Linked DNA regions of Capra hircus: region 2 is linked to region 1. A link is a contact called in public Hi-C data. All regions are on one chromosome and are shown on one strand. The core of a region is the stretch at or near the end of the contact, and the rest is flanking DNA. Distances in the headings are between cores, read along the strand shown. Region 1 holds the start of LOC108633282 (phospholipase A2 inhibitor and Ly6/PLAUR domain-containing protein-like). Region 2 overlaps PLAUR (urokinase plasminogen activator surface receptor).

Region 1 (6,499 bases), core at 2,562-5,061:
CATGTCATGTGGTGTGACAAAAAATTGTAAATAATTTTTTTTTTTAGACAGAGACTTCCCAGGTTGTCCAATGGTTAAGACTCCATGCTCCCAATGAAAGGGGCCCCAGGATCCAATCCCTGGCTAGAGAACCAGGTCCCACCTGCCACAATTTAAGACCCAACACAGCCAAATATAAATAAATATAAAAAGGAAAGAAAGTCAACATATGGACACAAAGAAGCAAGAAAAAGGTGGCTAGAGCACCCACGCTGGGTTCAGCTCTGAGCACCACCATGCATAAGGGGTGATAACAGCTCCACCACCATCCCACTCCCTGGAGAGCCGGATCACGCAGGGTAACACCCAGGCAGCCCTGGGAACTCACTAGCTCTCTTCTCCCACCAGCTCCTTGTGCCTGATGGGAACAGCCTGTTGGGAAGTCTGTCACCATCCTGGGTCAAACTCCCCTTTTCCCTTTGCTGCCTCCCACTTCACCAACATGTACCACAGCACACTGCATTCCACAATGGTCACTAAGACTGGCCACTTCACTTTGGCCCTTCCTAGGCCTCAGTTTCTCCATCTTTAAAATGAGGTTGATTGGCTTAGATATGAGACACCTTCCAGTCCTAAGCCCAGGGACTTCAGAAAGCAGGATGCGTGCCAATGATTTACTCTGTTCCAACTGAGGATACTAAGGTCATGAAAGGAGCAGCAACCTACACAGGCCACACACCGATTCATCCCTGGCCTAGCCTTGCATCACCTTTCTCCTCTGCTAAGGGTATAGGGACCACACTGCTCACTGAGTATGCTGAGGCCCAAAGGGAAAACTGCCTCTGCTCACTTCCAGTTAACTCCAGAGCAGAGTCTGGACCCTGGACCTTCAGACTTCTATTAAGGAATGGGGGCAGGGAGACTGCTCTGGGCAGGTCCAGTGATTAAGACTCAGAGCTTCCACTGCTTGGGGTACGGGTGCTGTACCTGGTCAGAAAACTAACACCCTGCATGCCACACAGCAGAGAGGCCAAAAAAAAAAAAAAAAAAAAGACAGGGGGGAGCTGCACAGAATCGCCTGGAGCATAGAGATGGTCTTCTCGCCTGCCCTGGCTGCCCACCATTTACGGTCAGTGTCCGCCTTCAGGTTTTCTACACAGAAGTCTGGAGAAAAGAGTGGGAAAGGGAACATTAGGGTTCAGAGATAGAGCTATGTCTCCAGCTCTCAGATTAATCTGAGAGTGCTCTCAAACCCTCTGATATTCCCCAGGTTTAAGTTTCCCTATTAATCCCCACACACTCTGGGGTTTGAGGAAGAATGGGTACTTGTATATATGTATACAATAGTTACATTCCTTCGCTATTCATCAGAAACTATCACAGCATTGTTAATTGGCTGTACCCGAATACAAAATGTTTTTAGAGTTAAAATAATAATTGGAGAAGGAAATGGCAACCCATTCCAGAATTCTTGACTGGAAAATTCCATGAACAGAGGAGCCTGGTGGGCCCCAATCCATGGGGTCACAGAGAGTGGGATGTGAGTGAGTGATTAACACTCACCTCACCCTCACCATTACTATTGTACTTTTGAAAAGTGTAAAGGGATGCATAAATAGTGGGTTTATAGAGCATAAACAATATATTGGGAACACTTTAAAACTCTTTCAATATGTGGAGTTTCTCTGCCTTACTAACAAATTCTTTAAAGCTGCACTATTCAGTATGGTAACCTTTAAGCACATGTGGCTACTGGACACTTGACATGTCACTAATTAACTGGAACTGAACTTTTAACTTTCTTTCATTTTAATTAAATTAAATAAACAATTTTTTTTCATTAAAAAAATAATAAATCCCCCCACACTCTGCCTGGAGTCCCCTACAACATTTTCCTCTGGAAATTCACCTCTGATCCTTCCCAGGAAGCGCCCCCTCCCTCCTTTTCTCTCTGGAAAATCTTCTATTCCACATATCTTCAGAATACTCTTATGGCCTCCCAGAAATTCTCCCATGACCCTCCTTAGAATTCCACAAAGTCTCCTTCGTGAAAGGAAAACCAAAATGAAGTCAGCGTTGCTAAAAGTGTTCTCTAAGATGACCGGCCAGGGTGGGGGGTGGGGCCACTGAGGAATTCTGACTTTGGAGATCTAGACCACAATGGAATCTGATCATTTGACCACTTACTGTATTCACACAGGCATCCAGAATATGTGCCTGAAACTCAAGATACTGATCAGACCTTTACACTACAGAAACTCATGAAAGCTCCTTCTTTAAAGTCAAATATTCCTTTACGTGTATCACAGTCAACTGGAATTCCCTCCACAGGACTTTAACAACGTGCTGACCTATGTCCTCATAAGCCCCTGACTGGCTCTGCCAGCAACTCAAGGGTTTACCGGAATCTGTGTCTCCCAAACTGCAATTCTCAAGAACACCAATCAAGCTCTTTCTTCTTGGCACCCCGGATACGGATTATTTTACTTTTGAGACTCCAGACTTTCTCCTAGAGCCCCCTCACGAGTTCCTTTATGCTTCCACCCTCCCCCACGCCAGTCACTTGAGGAGTCTTGGCCACTGCAGGACACCACATGGCGGAGGTGGATCGCCGGCATGTCAACTTCTTGTGGGCTTCGCCTGACAAAGAAGACGCAGGAATGCTTGGGCTTAGGAGGCTCAGCTGGTGCGCCCTACGCGGGCTTCACTGCGCAAGTGCACGAGGCTCCGGCCCCTCAAACCGCGGCGCACCTGCGGTTATGTCACCACTGCGCATGCCTAGTGCGTCTCTCCCAAGAGCAGCTAGAGGCGCTGAATTCCCTAGCAACGAGCTTTTCCCGCCTGGCTCTGGCCAAACCGCTCTCTAGGCCCTCCTCCCGGTCACTTTCACACCAGGCTTTCCTAGCACCGGGCTTGGCCTGCAGGATTGGTCCCCAGCAGAAATTCACCATCCTCAGCGCCCCAGCTGAAGCCTGGAAAGCAAGAGGCCAGCAAACTTGAGTGGATTTTTTCAGGAAGCCGGGAGCCTATCGCAATAGGATCCCCTCCACCGATGGCTGGCTACTTTCATAACGCCCACCACACAGGCAGACATAAACACACACAAACACACGAAAAAACTCTCTGACCTCTGGAGATCATGCCTGAGGCAGACAGAGTGTGTAAAGGACCTTAATAAAACACAAAAGTATGTGCCTGAACCAGACACACACCCAGCATTGACTGTTTTCAACTATGTCTCACTTCTCCAATGAAATATCTGGGCATCTTTCTCCTACCATGCCCATCCCGGTCTAATGACAAGAATCTCTCTGTTCAGTCTCCGAAAGACCCACGTGCATCCTGGAGTGGAGGCGAAGCTGTAGACAGAAAAGGGAGTATGAGCCAAGCATGCCCCCACAGAACAAGCATGGACTTTCTGGGCGCTCCTATAGGGGTAGGGCCTCAATCACACTGGGCATCTCCTTGGGAAGGGAGAGAAGGGAGGCCATTTCTGAGTCCTAGCAGCTGCTCTGCCTACAGGAAACAAAACGACTTGATTCTGATCTTGGGCTTTAGATCAGAAAAAGAGACACAGTGGGTGAGACCTGACAGAGACAGGGTTCGAAGCGCAGACTCCTGGGGTCCCCATGGAGGAGGGGGCTGGGCACAAGATGCCCATGTTCCCTTTGGATTCTGGTTCTGCCTCTCCCTCTCAGAACCATAGAGACCAGCCCCTAGGTCTTCAAACACAATTTCTTAGCCTAGGGGTAAGGTGGGTCCAGACCCGCCCCTTCTCAATTTCCTATAAGTGCTGGAGACCTGGAACTGCAGGGTCACTCACCAATCCATCATGAAGCCATCTGCAAAACCTGAGACCTTCCTGCTGGCCACGGCGCTGCTCTGCACCCTCCTGGGTCTGGGTAAGTGACGAGGGGTCTGGACTCCTGGGACACTCGATATGAGGACTATTATAGAGCACTGTTTTTTGGCACTGTTAGAGACTACTGGTTTTTCCAGTGGTCATGTATGGATGTGAGAGTTGGACTGTGAAGAAATCTGGGCACTGAAGAATTGATGCTTTTGAACTGTGGTGTTGGAGAAGACTCTGGAGAGTCCCTTGAACTGCAAGGAGATCCAACCAGTCTATTCTAAAGGAGATCAGTCCTGGGTGTTCTTTGGAAGGAATGATGCTAAAGCTGAAACTCCAGTACTTTGGCCACCTGATGCGAAGAGTTGACTCATTGGAAAAGACTCTGATGCTGGGAGGGATTAGGGGCAGGAGGAGAAGGGGACGACCGAGGATGAGATGGCTGGATGGCATCACGGACTCGATGGACATGAGTTTGAGTGAACTCCGGGAGTTGGTGATGGACAGGGAGGCCTGGCATGCTGCAATTCATGGGGTCGCAAAGAATCGGACACGACTGAGCGACTGAACTGAACTGAACTGATAGAGCACTGTGCCAGATCCTCGAGGAAGAAGGGAAAGAGGAGGTGTCCCGGGAATTTAGATTCTTGGAGAAAGGCAGAGGGTAAAGGAGGAGACAAAGCCTGAGTCCGCAAGGGAGGAAGAGCTAAAAAATGTGTGGTTTTGAATCTTTGAAACAGGAGGGGTTTGGATGGGCTCTGCTCCTCTCCTCTCCAGCAGTATCTCAAAATAAGACACCTTTATTCTAGCATATCAGATGAGAGTATGATTAGAAAAAAGAAAAGTGAGGCGAGGGGCAGAAATTTCCTTGCTTCCAGAACTCTAAGCAGTTCAGCTTCCCAGTGTCCTCCTCCCTTAGATGCATTTCAGGCAACTCCATTTTCCGCAGGACCCAGTTGCCTTGTGTCTGTGTCCCCAGTTTCCTCCTCTCTCAGGACTAAGGAGCCAGGCCCTTCTCCTCTTAGTCATTGATCTTTTTTCATCTGGGATGCAGATCTCAGCCTCAGGTACTCCTGCCTGAATTTCCACTGTCTACAAGGCTTAAGCATGGTACCCACAAGGAAGTGGGTTCCGCTTTGAGAACCAGCTGGACCTAAAGGTTGACAAAATTCCATGAAGGACTTCCCCAGTGGTCCAGTGGTTGAGAATCTGCCTGCCAAAATGGGGGACATGAGTTCGATCCCTGGTCCAGGAAGATTCCCCATGCCCTGGGGCAACTAAGACATTTTACCACAACTACGGAGCCCATGCTCTGCAGCAGAAGCCACCACCAATGAGAAGCCAAAGCTCAGCAACTAGACACTAGACCATAATCGCTACAATTAGAGAAAAACCCACAGGAAGCAAGAAGACCCAGCACATCAAAAATAGAAAAAAAAATTAAAAGATGAGAAAAATGTTTTAAGTCCATGGTAATCTTCAGCTGGACCCTGCACTGTCCCCAGGCTTGCTCAGGAGGTCTAGCATCCAAAGTCCCCAGCCTTGTAATTAGGTAAATTTGCTCCCTGGTCGGAACTGCTTCCGCCCCCCAACCCAAAAGCAGCTTTGCTCACAGCACCATGGCATCCCTGCCAAGCTTCAGACAGACCCCTGCTCAGCAACCAATGTCCTGCCCATGAATAGCCAGGGAGACACCTGTCCCTCTTCCTTCACATCCCCCCTCTGCCCCATTCCCCTCTGGACCAGGAAGCTGTGGCCCAAAGACTATACCAGCATTCACTAGACCCCTGCTCTCTATACCACAGGATACTCACTGAGCTGTGAGGTGTGTGTCGGTGACGGTCCCAGTTGCACTGGGAAACTGCAGACTTGTGCCCCGGATGAGGACTCCTGCGTCGCTGTCGTGACTGAGACCAACAGAAGTAAGAGGCCAGGGGCTGGTATCACATGCTGGGGAGGCGGGGGGTGCCTTCACGGTGGCAGATACCACCATGCACTGGGAGGAACCTTTGAGTGATGATGATGTCAGGAGAGAGGGAAAGGTGGTGGACAGAGAATCCCATGGAATGACAGAAACCACTGTTACCAGGGATTTCTGAAGATGAAACGCCAAGAGAGGACAGGGGAGGGGCAGATATAGAGACTTTCTTACTAAAGAAGGAATTAGGAAAGGACACAGGGGAAGAAAGAAATCCAGAGGGGGGTAAATCTAATATCCAAAAGGTGGAGGGGTAGGTGTCAAGAAGAGGCTAGGGTGAGTTGCAAGGAAGGTGATCAATTTGATTCTCTGGGGGCGCAAGTGATCTCCCAGGGATGCAGGCTGCAAGAGACCTTTCCTGACAGGAGAAAGAGGGAGATACAGCGGCTGGTTGAGTTGGGTGAGAGCTCAGTCGTGTCTGACTCTTTGCGACCCCATGGACTGTAGCCCGCCAGGCTCCTCTGTCCATGGGATTTTCCAGGCAAGAATACTGGACTGGCTTACAATTTCCTCCTCCAGGGCATCTTCCCACCCAGGGATGGACCCACGGCTCTTGCATCTCCTGCATTGGCAGGGGGGTTCTTTACCACTGCACCACCTGGGAAGCCCCAGTACTGGCATACGGAGAGAGTATATAAGGACAGATGATCCCTGGACTCAGTCTATGAGGTCCCAGAGAGTCAGACACAACT
Region 2 (6,094 bases), core at 2,937-5,436, 88 kb after region 1:
TTGGCCACCTGATGTGAAGAACTGACTTATTAGAAAAGACCCTGATACTGGGAAAGATTGAAGGCAGGAGGAGAAGGGGACGACAGAGAATGAGATGGTTGGATGGCATCACTGGATGGACATGAGTTTAAGCAAGCTCTGGGAATTGGTGATGGACAGGGAAGCCTGGCGGGCTGCAGTCCTTTGGGTCCCCAAGAGTCGGACATGACTGAGTGACAGAAGTGAACTGATCCCTTCTCCATCCCTGGACCACTGAATAAAAATCTGCCTTGCAACAAACTTCTGGACCCACTGGCGCGGAAGGGTGGGGCAGAGAGGGAAGTGAGGGCTGCTTTTCAGTAAGTTTCTGCTGCTGTAGAGAGTCACAGCAGAATGGTGAAAGTAGCCTCAATTTTAATTATGAAGCATCTCAGAAAATGTCATCTTAGCCTCATCTCTGCTTAAGGGTATCATGGGAAATAAAGCCTTAGGCCAGGTTTTGTTGTAAGGTACCACCCAAGATGTCCTCTTTCCTTCCCTCCCTTCTTCCTTTGTTCATGTCCTGGGCTCTAATCTAGAAACTGGGAATAAAGTAGTGAGCAAATGAAAGGATTTACTCTTTATGGAGAGGCTTGTGGGGAGAGTTAGCAAAAACCAGACAAACAAGTGATTATTCTAGCCAACCATTGCAGCATAACAAAATACCCCAAAACTCAGCCATGTAAAACCACAGCCTCTTTATGATTCTGTGGGTCAAGAATTTCAGCAAGGCACACTGAGGTCAGTGTGGATTGACTCGTCAATGGACTGGAGCCAACAGCTGGAGATGGATGAGTTGCTTCATCTGGGGCCATATATCGGAAACTTTGGTTCTGTGTGGGTTGAATTGTGTCCCCCCCAAATATGTTGAAATCCTAACTCCCAGGTTCTATGAATGTGACCTTATATGGAAATAGGGGGGCTTCCAGGCAGAGGGTGCATGTTCGATCCCTGGTTGGGTATCTAATATCCCACAGGCTGAGGGGTACAGCCAAAAAGTAAAAAAAAAAAAGAAAGAAAGGTACATTGGTATATTAAGATGAGGTCAAACTGGATTAGGGTGAGCCCCTAAACCCAATGACGGGTGTCCTCATACAAAGAGAGAGATTTGTAGACTCACCGCCATATTGACAGGAAAGAAAGTCATGTGATAACAGGCGGAGACTGGAGTGATGGGTGCAGCCACAACCCAAGGACTGCTGAGGATTGCTGTCAAAGAAGGCTGAGTGCCGAAGAATTGATGCTTTCGAACTATGGTGCTGGAGAAGACTCTTGAGAGTCCTTTGGACAGCAAGGAGATCAAACCTGTCAATCCTAAAGGAATCAACCCTGACTATTCATTGGAAAGTGAAAGTGAAGTTGCTCAGCTGTGTCCGACTCTTTGCAACCCCAAGGACTGTAGCCTACCAGGCTCCTCAGTCCATGGGATTTTCCAGGCAAGAATACTGGAGTGGGTTGCCATTTCCTTCTCCAGGGGATCTTCCCAACCCAGGGATCGAACCCAGGTCTCCTGCATTGTAGGCAGAAGATTTATGGTCTGAGCTACCAGGGAAGCCCCAAAGACTGATGCTAAAGCTGAAGCTCCAACATTTTGGCTGCCTAATACAGCCAAAATTGGAAAAGACCCTGATGCTGGGAAAGATTGAGGGCAGGAGGAGAAGGGAGGGACAGAGGATAAGATGGTTGGATGGCATCATTGACTCAATGGACACGAGTTTGAGCAAACTCCAGAGATAGTGAAGGACAGGGAAGCCTGGTGTGCTGCAGTCCATGGGGTTTCAAAGAGTCAGACACGACTGAGCGACTGAACAATAATAACCCAGAAGCAAGGAAGAGGCCACGAAGGATTCTTCCCCAGAGCTTTAGAAGGAGCACGATTCTGCTAGCACCTTAATTTTTTTTTGTTTCTAACATCCAGAATGTCTGTTGTTTGAAGCCACCTCGTTGGTAAGTTTTGTCGCTTATCGTGGCAGTCCTGGAAATGAAATCAGCTGGGCCTCTCAGGTCTCCTGCACTTCGCATCTGCTGGGTTGCCACGTCCAGGGTAGCTCCTTGGTTCTCTTGGCTGGTGCCTGGCTGAGATGGCTGGAACCTCTGGGGCTCTCTCTACATGTGGCATCCACGCACAAGTAGCTTGGGTGTCCTCAGAGCATGGCAGTCTTGGTGCAGGAGGACTTTGACCTGGCAATCGGCTTCCCATGGTGCCACTTCCACCATATTCTAGGTTTGTAAAATTTATTATTATTTGACCGTGCTGGGTCTTAGTCGTGACATTCGAACTCAGTTGCAGCATGTGAGATCTAGTTACCCGAGCTGGGATCGAACCCGGGTCCCCTGCATTGGGAGCATGTAGTCTTAACCACCGGATCACCAGGGAAGTCCAAGAGGTGATACTGACCCCATCCTTTTAGGCCACCACAATGACAGTTGGTGATATATGATTTGTGTGTGAATGTGCTCAGTCATGTCCAACTCTTTGCAACCCCATGGACTGTAGCCCACCAGGCTTCTCTGCCCATGGGATTTCCCAGGCAAGAATACTGGAGAAGGCTGCCATTTCCTTCTCCAGGGGATCTTCCTGATACAGGGATCGAACCCTCGTCTCTTGCGTCTCCTGTATTGGCAAGTGGCGTCTTTACTGCTGAGACATCTGGGAAGCCTGGATATATGATTTGAGAAGATCTGAAAAAGAAATCCTTTCTCTGCGAGTGGGCAGGAGGGGACAGGTTGGGAGTTTGGGATTGACATATAACACCACTAGATTTAAAATGGGGCTTCTCTAGTGGCTCAGGTGGTAAAGAATCTGCCTGTGATGCTGGGGACCTGGGTTCGATCCCTTGGTCAGGAAGATCCCCTGGAGAATGGCTCCCCATTCCAGTTTTCTTGCCTGGAGAATCCCATGGACAGAGGAAGCTGGTGGGCCACAGTTCATGGGGCCACAAAAGACTCAGACATGACTGAGCGGCTAACACTTTCACTTTCATTTATATGTATAACTGAATTACACTGCTGTACTCCTGAAACTAACACAACATTGTTCATCAAGTATATTCCAATATAAAATAAAAATTGAGAAGAGAAAAGAAACCCTGTCCTCCACCTGCCCCCAGATACCATGGAAAATGTTCTTTTTCTTCATAGCATTCCAGGGAAACAATTTTGTCTCTGCAGGCTTGCCTCAGCAAACCATGGAAAACATGAATTCTGCCATGTTGTGGTCGAAGAGTACCATTGAAATGGTAGTTCTCACAAAAAATAAATTAAAAAGAGAAACAAAAGAAATGGTAGTTCTGGCTTTTTCTCAGTTGGCCTGAGAGCATCCTAGGAAATATAGCCCAGCCTTTATCTCCGGCCCACAGAGCAGCAAGGGTATGAAGTCCTGTCCTTAGTCCTCATGGCAGGGCTCCCAGGGGTCATCTATTCATCTCCTGTCTCAGAGCCCCCTAGGAAACGCAGACATGTCCCTTTAGAGTAACAAAATAGTCTTGACCTTTGGATGTGGGAGAAGAGACTGGCAGGTTAATGCTTGGGTCAGTGAGTTGGAAAGTTGCATTTGGAGGCCAGAAATAGATGTGGAGGTGGCTTTGGGTGGAAGGCTGTGTGGGACAGCTCCCAAGGCCGGGGTCTCTAATGCCTGGGTCCTGCAATATGACCCCCTAATTCCAGGAGCCTGTGAAAAGGTGCCCCCCCCCCATTCATCCTCTCTGGAGAAGGGCAGATGTGGCCTTGTTCACTGGTTCAAAAATCTTATTTTTCATACTTTAATACTGAACTTATATTTCGGTATAAAATATTAAATAAAACAAATATTAATTAATAATAACAATAGCCGCAACACTATCAATAATCACTTGAGCTCTCTCCTGCTGGCCGGCAGCCTTTTGCTAGCTTTTTTCCTCTGGTTCTCACAGCTCTCTCTCTGGGCAGCTGGGAAAACTGAAGCCCAGAGAGGGCAGCCCACTGGCCTGAGGTCACACAGTAAGTTGGTAGGGCTGGGAACTGAGGGAAGGGCAAAGGGGTCCCCTGGATCCAGCCAGTGTGGTGGGAATGTGGGGTTCAAGTGCAGAGGAGAGTGGCTCCCCAAAGTCTGGCAGTCAAGAGCAGGCTGACAAAGAAGCTGAGGTGGGCAGGGCTGGTCTGGGGGGCACCCCCCTTGCGGGGCTGGGCGTCCCTGGCTGGGTGGTTACAGCCATTTCCAGTACAGCAGGAGACGTTGACATGGGTGAGGTCGAAGGCTTCAGCCACGTGGAGGCTTTGGCACCACGAGGGGGCTGCGCAGCCTCTGATGGTGTAGCTTGGGTTCCTCAGTCCTGAAGAGAGAGAAGGACCACGTGAGACTCCGAGTTCTGGGGACTGGAAACTGGAATTCTCACTGCATGACGCGCCACCTCGTGGTGGGTGCCACCTGGAAAAGCAGCCGGTCTAAGCCGGGTGCAGGGATGCCTGGGCTTTCCCTCAGACCCTTCCAGGGGCTCTGTGAAGTCAAAATTATTCTCATAATAATGCTACAACCTCACTTGCCTTTTTTCTTTTTTTTCTCTCACAAGGGGTTTCCTAGAAACCCAAGGGCATGTGATCTTGCAACAGACTGAATGCAGAGGCAAATATGAGGGTCCAGCTGTCTTCTATTAAGCCAGACATTAAAGAGATTGCAAAGAACAATGTTCATCTTCTCGCTCACTTTTCTTTCCTTTTGGAAAATGTCTCCTTCCCCCCCCCCCCCATAAAAATATGTTCACATGTCATGAGTTTTCAATTGTTCTTTTAAAATGAATAAGTACATTTTAAAGTCTCTTGGTTTTCATTTCTAATGCAGTAAATAGCTACAGACGTAACTGACATAAATAGTAAGTTTTAGGAGCATCAAGGAATTTTGAGACCCCAAAGTTTGAAAAGCTCTGGAATAGAGGAACCCGGTCCCGGACACCTCAGGATGGAATCTCATGAAGTCCGCAGAAGTCCCACCCACCCACGGAAGCTCCACTCCCCCAGAAATAAATCCACTTGTCTGTAGGGCAGATACCCACTTCCTAATAAAGGAGTCCTAAGTCCTTGCTACACTTTGCACCCTCCTGAAGGAAGTCCTACCTTTTCCAACAGGACGATCCACCTCAATTAAGTCCAGTTTCATAGGAGGTTACCTCTTGCAGAACCCCCCCCTCACACAACTCCCCACCCCCCTCAAGCATCCAAGTATCCTCACCTTTAGTGCCTGTCGCTTCCAGACATCGATTCATAGGGCCGCGGCAGTCAATGAGGAAAGTTTCTTCAGAGGAACATCTGTGGGCGCTGTTCCCCTCACAGCTGTAACACTGCAAGCCGTTTGGTGGCAGGTTTTGAATCTCCAGGACTTGGGAGAAGATCAGTGACAGAGAAACCAAGGAAATTAGCCCGAAGGGTTTCCCACCGTTAGGTCTCCAGGACTCCCCCCTCTCAGCCAGAGATGTCATGGCGCTCCCTTGTGGTCAGACCTCGGAACAGCACCCTCTTTGGGCGGGGGTGAGGGTTGCGGGGGTGGTTCTTTGAGGCTTGTGACAGAAATCTCCCCACGAACCCTCACCTGCCTAGACTCTGGATAAGGCGAAACAGTCCCTGCCTTCAGAGAACTTACGATTTAGAGCTACACTGTCCCTGGACTTCCCTTGTGGTCCAGTGGTTAAGAATCCACCTGCCAACGCAGGGTACCTGGGTTCGATCCCTGGTCCAGGAAGATCCCACATGCCACGGAGCAACGAGGCGTGAGGGCCACAGCTTTGGAGTCTGGGCTCTAGAGCTGGAGAAACACTGACTCCTGAACCTCGCGTGCCCTAGGGCCCGTGCCCCGCAACAGAAGCCGCTGCAATGTGAAGCCCACACACTGCAACTAGAAAGCAGCCCTCTCTCTGCAGCTAGAGAGAGCCCATGGGCAGCAACAAAGATCCAGTGCGGCCATAAAAAGAAATAACAAATAAATAATAGAGCTACACTGTCCCATATGATGGGCGCTAGCCACCTGTGGTTGTTTCCACTGACACTAAACTGAATATGGAATGAAATCCAAAATTCAGTTCAACTGCTCAATAGCCATATGTAGTAG

Evidence for each region. A called contact is a pair of places that touch in the nucleus more often than the background predicts.
Region 2: a contact with region 1 is called in a Hi-C map of blood, with 2.7 times the contacts expected there. The contact joins the enhancer-like site here to the promoter of LOC108633282 in region 1. A contact is called at or near these places in 2 of 5 Hi-C or Micro-C datasets (both in blood).

The regions. Positions count from the first base shown.
Region 1 is chr18:52,850,160-52,856,658 of ARS1.2, forward strand. LOC108633282 (phospholipase A2 inhibitor and Ly6/PLAUR domain-containing protein-like) reads left to right here and starts at 3,812. Exons shown (of 5, transcript XM_018063185.1): 1 at 3,812-3,881; 2 at 5,635-5,751. The coding sequence starts at 3,812.
Region 2 is chr18:52,938,110-52,944,203 of ARS1.2, forward strand. PLAUR (urokinase plasminogen activator surface receptor) reads right to left here. Exons shown (of 7, transcript XM_005692612.3): 6 at 5,222-5,368; 7 at 3,119-4,328. The coding sequence ends at 4,075. Among named protein-coding and RNA genes, the nearest start is that of CADM4, 8.8 kb to the left of the region's middle. Within about 2 kb of position 4,187, at least 1 of the 5 cell types and tissues checked has an H3K27ac peak or open chromatin away from gene starts, as enhancers often do.